2 separate regions of the Sus scrofa genome follow, and region 1 is linked to region 2. A link is a contact called in public targeted proximity ligation data. All regions are on one chromosome and are shown on one strand. The core of a region is the stretch at or near the end of the contact, and the rest is flanking DNA. Distances in the headings are between cores, read along the strand shown. Region 1 holds the start of CAPN15 (calpain-15). Region 2 holds the start of MAPK8IP3 (C-Jun-amino-terminal kinase-interacting protein 3).

Region 1 (2,700 bases), core at 79-2,578, 970 kb after region 2:
GCAGTCACTGAGCCCTGGGCCCAGCGTGGCGGGGCGGGGGTTAAGCCTGGCTCTCAGTAGGTCACGGGGTCACCAGCCTGTCTGCTCAGGGGAAGCAGCTGCAGAAGGGAAGAGGGGAGCTCCTGCCAGGAGCAGAAGGACCTGAGAGGAAATCAGTCGAGCCCAACCTCTCGCAAGACCCACTCCCAGCAGCCAGGCTCGGGGTTCCCAGTCCACGGGGGCCTCCCCAGGGACTTGGGCCAGGGAAACACTAGCCTCTCCCCGCACTCGAGAAAGTCACCCAGAAATGGCAGGATCGCGTTACCCCACCTCCTAGGGCAGCCCAGCCTCTAGCGGCAGAAGGGGATCAGGGGCACCCTCCTGACGGTGGCTCACACAGCCCCCAGGCCGGGACAGGGGAGGGGCTCCCAGGAGGGGTGCGAACCTACTTAGCACTCGGCGGAGGCCCGTGTCCCCCCAGGACACGGCCGCTCAGAGCCACCGGACCCCAAACTCCCAGGCCTGGACTCACTGGGATCCTGTGGTTGCAGTCTGGTCCCAAATTCCTGCGTGTTAGGAGGCGCCCCCACCTCCTCCAAACAAGCCCAGTCACTTGACCACACAACAGGGGTGCGCTGGTGAGGACCAGAAGAGCCCCTCTTGTGGGCAGCAAGAAGAGCGTGAAGGGTCGCCGTGCAGCCTGGCAAATCCTCTCAGGGCCCCTGTGGAAAACTTCTCGGTTCGCTCCAGCGCCAGGAGAGGGACGGGAGAACGAACTGTGGTGGCCGGCCAGTGGGCACACAAGGCGCGCCCGCGCTCCCACTCCGCGGGGCCACCGCGGGACACATCCCGAACGCAGCCGGGGACGGGACACTGCCCGGAGATAAGGGCACTCAAGGGCAGGAAAGGTTCAGGCCGCCTCCTGTGTCCACAGCACCCTGGCTGGTCTCTCGCTGTCTGGTCCCCCAGGTCCCGCCGGCTTCTCCCTCGGGCAGCGTCCCCAGCCCGGTCGTGCCGGACCAATGCCCAGGGGGCGCCGCCCGCCGGTCCCGGCCCCACGAGGGGCCAGGCCGCTCCCCCCGGCCCGGCCCGGCCCGGCCCGGGCGGCGAGACTCACCTCCGCAACCCCGCGGCGCCTTCTCAGTCCCCGCGGCCCGGGCCCGCTCGCCTGCGCCGGTCGGCCCACAACTTGTTCTCGGAGGGCAGGCGGGCCCTCTGCCGCCGGCGCGCTGCCCCGACGGCCTCCCGCGCTGAGTGGCGGAACCGGCAAGCGTCTCGACCCGGCCCGACCCGGCCCGGCCCGGCCCGCGCCTCTCCCTGCGCCGCCTCCGTAGCGTAGCGCCCGGCCGGGGCCCCAAGGCTACGGCGCGCCCGGGGCGCACGCGGCGCTGTGAATCGCGCGCCCGGACTACCGCTCCCACAAGGCGGCGCGGCGCGCGAGGCAGGCCGGGAGGCGGAGTCCGGGGCGGTGGCCCTCAGCCGCCTCGACTGGCGCCCTCCGACTTCCCGGGCCGAGCCGACCGCGAGCGCCGAGGTAGGCGCCCGAGCCGGAAAACGGGAGGCACGGCGTGCCGTGGACGCGACCGGGACTACAACTCCCAGAGTGCCCGGCGCGGTAGGGAGGGGCGGGGCTTCACACCCCCCCGCCCCGGTCGCGGCGCTTCCGGCTGCTGCTGTGCCGGGCGGCGAGGGGCTGCGGCCCCGGACCCCTCCCGGGCCCCTGCGCTGCGCTGGGCCTGCTCGCAGAACCGCCCCCTCCCTCCCGGGTCCCCTCTCGACTTGTCTGCCTCTTCCGGCCCGCAAGGGCTTCCCGGTCCTGTTTCGGTTTCGCTGGGATCGACCTGCGCTGACCACGGCCGCGCCACTCTCTGTGACCCGGGCAGGTTGCTTGCCAGAGCTCCAGTTTCTTCTGGGCCATCGGGGAACCAGTATCCCCGAGCCGCTGGAAGGACGGAGTGAGGCACACGCGCAGCCCAGCGCCAGGCAGGGAGGAAGCCGCGGGGGGGCCTCCGAGCAGAACCCGGCCCTGTTTGCTCAGAGCCTTTCCCTGCACTTTGGGTAGTCTGAGGTCACTCTCATACCCAGCAGCCGCGGACTGAGGGTAGGCGCTGCTTCCAGGACCCCCGCCCTGCGTCGCCTAAGTGCCCGGGAGGCAGCAAGACCCTCGGAAAAACGGATCGGTGTCAGCGGTTTTACCGCAGCAACTGAAGCAGGGCGAGGCTGCAGTGGGGAGTGGGGATTCAGAGGGCGGAGCTCCGGGGGCCCTGGCATTCAGAGGAGCTTGGGGAGCCGGAAAGGGCACAAGCCACGCAGGAAACACAGAAGCAAAGCCCCCTCTACCAAGAGATTCAAGGAGAGTGGTTTGCGGTCCCCTTCTGCCTTCAAGGGCCAAGTCCCGCTGGTGGCTCAGTGACTGCAGGTCCCCTTCCCTCCCAGGCCCTTTCCCTGTGCACTGCCTGAGGCAGCTGGGTCAGAGGTGGTGTCCACAGCCCTATAACCTCCCGACAAGAAAAACGGCCAAAGGTGAGCCGACGAGAAAAACGGCCAAAGGTGAGCCGTGAGACCTGATGGGCGAGGTTCTTTCCAGCCCGCTGCAGTGCTAGGGAGTAGGGAGAGAGCAGGAGCATCTCCTTCCAGGGAGGGGCAGGGCCCTGGTCAAGACAGGATCTGCCCTGGGGGACTTCCACCAGACTGCTTCTGGGCTGGGACATGAGCGGCACA
Region 2 (2,830 bases), core at 309-2,808:
GCGAGTGACTACAGGACGGACGGAAATGCAAAATCCGGGGCAGAGAGGCGCCGTGGACAAGGTCACAGAGGCAAAAAGCAGGGACGAGAGCCCACATCCCCGGACCCGCCTAGGTCTGGCATAGAGCGTGAAATGACGGTGAATGAATGAAGGTAAGTGGGGTTCCTTACAATGCGTGTGGTTCTTCTAAGTGGCTCACAAAGACATGACGTCCAATTTAGGAAGATAGAATATCTAGGACAGAATACACTCTTTCCAAATTCTCCTTTTAACTCCTCGGAAGCCACAGTGCAATTTCTCAGCCTTTTCACAGAAGCTAACAACCTCCCCAAGGGAGGGCAACGCAGGGGAAAGAAACCACCTCCATAAACTTGAGGTCTTTCACCAGGTGCCAGCGAGGCTTTGGTTCTGTGTTCATATCCATCCTTAAACTCGCCCGGGTCACAGACCTTCAAAACACCGGCCCAGAGACAAGGCACAGATCTGACAACGGACAGCCTCTGGCTGCAGAACCGTAAGATCAGAAACCTCCTTTTTCTCGGAGACTTTAAAACGGCAGCAACCTGGAGTCTAGGAAACGTTTGCGAAACACACACACAAAAGCAAAAAGACCTGGCGTTTGGGATGAGAGGTGGGTAAGGATGGGACACTGGGGCCTGAGACCCTTCGCGCTGCAAGCTCTCCCCCGTGACGCCAGGTGGTTTAGGGGTCAGGGCTCCTGGCTGGAGCAGCGGGCCGGGAGGAAGGGGGAGCCAGGGCTCAGCCCCTGGGCCCGGCGGGGGGGGTGCCCCGGGGGGCTTGGCTGGGTGGGCGGGGCGGGAGTCGGGCCCCGCCAGGGCGGGGGCTGAGGGCGGGGCCCACGGGCGGGGCGAGGGTCCCCCGCGCGGCCCGGCCCACGCACCTCTTCGGCCTGCTTGCGCAGAGCCTTCTCCCGCTCGTACTGGGTGAGCAGCTGTTCGTTGTCCTCGCGCAGTAGCTCCAGCTCCACCTCGTGCTCCTGGTTCTCGCTGAGCACGGAGTCCAGGTTCTCGAGCACGTTGACCACGAGCGGCATAAGCTCTTTGACCACCTCCTCGTCATAGCAGTGGATGAGGCGCTCGAACTCGCGGTAGATGGAGCCCGCCAGGCCCGACACCCGCTCCGACATCACCGAGCCGGAGCAGTAGTCATCCTGGTACACGACCACGCCGCCGCCCTCGTCCATCTGGATCTCCATCATCGCGGCCACCGCCGCCGCCAGCGCGGCCTGCTGTCCGCCGGCGCGTTCGCCCGCCCCGGCTGCCCGTGAGTCCGCAGGCCGCAGCCCGTCGCCTCCGCCGCAGCCGCTGTTGCCTCAGGGCTCAGCCGCTGCCGCCGCCGATGCTGATGCTGCGCCCGTCACTCAGCAGCCGGAAGTCCCGCCGCCCGGAAGTCCCGCCCTCCAGACAGCGAGGGCGGTGCCCGCCCGTCCCGCCGGCGCCCCGCCGCTAGGGGTCGCAGGTGCCCTGACGTAGGAGGAAGTCCGTCTCCGGCCGGAAGCTGGGCAGGGAACGCTTCCGGCAGGCTTGTCAGAGCCGCTGTCGGTCAGCTCCCGCGACGCTGACGGCGTAGATTTTTACCAGGGGCCGCGCGTCCGCGCAGTGTGCACAAATGCTTCCGTACGGCCTGGACTTGGGCGAGCATCCGCGTGCCCCCTCCCCCCGCCCCGAGGGAAGGGCCATTATCTTTGGGCGCCTGTCCCCTCCCTCCTGAGGTGTCCAGGATGCTGACCTGGCTGTCCTCTGACTTGCCTTTGCAGCGTCACCGCAGTACGCACGCCTACACGGTAGGTGTTCAGAGCTCTCTGCCCTTCACTTGTCCCCTCTGGGGTTCCAGTCTCATCCTAAGATCCAGCAACAAACGCTCATTTACTCCACTTCGGTGTCTTGATTTTGTGTAACTTATGCAGATTTCAGTTTCATTTCACCAATGCGTCATCTAACCCACACACTGAGTTCATTTCGATAGATATATATTTTTGTTTGGCCACACCCTCAGCGTGTGGAAGTCGCCAGGTCAGGGATAAAACCTGCACCACAGCAGTGACCGTGCCCAATCCTCAACCTGCTGTGCCACCACAGGACTCCATCTACCATTTCACTTTTTTTTTTTTCTTCATTTTTGGCCGCCCCATGGCATGTGGAGTTCCTGGGCCAGGTATCAGATCCAAGAGGCAGTCGAGACCTAAGCCACAGCTATGGCAACACCGAATCCTTAACCCACTGGCCAGGGATGGAACCTGCGTCCCAGCACTCCTGACTCCACCAATCCTGTGATGCCCCAGCAGGAACTCTTCTGTGGTTACATGTTAACTTCCACTTGTCCTATTTGATTTTCCTTAGACTCTACCAGATTTTTTTGTTGGTTTGTGATTAGGGCAGCACCCGCGGCATACGGAGGTTCCCAGGCCAGGGGTCCAATTGGAGGTACAGCTACCACCCTACACCACAGCTACAGCCACACCAGATCCAAGCCGCATCTATAACCTACACCACTGCTCACAGCAACGCTGGATCCTTAACCCACTGAGCAAGGCCAGGGTTTGAACCTGCATCCTTGTGGATCCTAGTGGGATGCGTTAGCGCTGCACCACGACGAAAACGCCTGTACTCTGCCAGTTCCCATAGGCCCTTATTTCTCCCACTTTTAGCCACCTGATTTGCATTTCCTTTCAGTGAGGTCTGAGGACACCATGAACCTAAGACTGACACTTTCAGCCTTGGCAGCCACACAGATGGCATGAATCCTGATCAAGAGCCCACTGGTGACAGCCTAGCAGCTGCCTTCCACCTGGTGTGGTGCTTCAAAGGGA

Evidence for each region.
Region 1: a targeted proximity ligation map of alveolar macrophages shows a contact between it and region 2. A contact is called at or near these places in 1 of 5 promoter capture datasets (liver) and 1 of 2 datasets of targeted methods (alveolar macrophages).

Annotation. Positions count from the first base shown.
Region 1 is chr3:41,207,282-41,209,981 of Sscrofa11.1, forward strand. It overlaps CAPN15 (calpain-15), which reads right to left and starts at 1,329. Exons shown (of 13, transcript XM_021086917.1): 1 at 1,097-1,329.
Region 2 is chr3:40,239,895-40,242,724 of Sscrofa11.1, forward strand. MAPK8IP3 (C-Jun-amino-terminal kinase-interacting protein 3) reads right to left here and starts at 1,559. Exons shown (of 32, transcript XM_021086813.1): 1 at 902-1,559. The coding sequence starts at 1,219.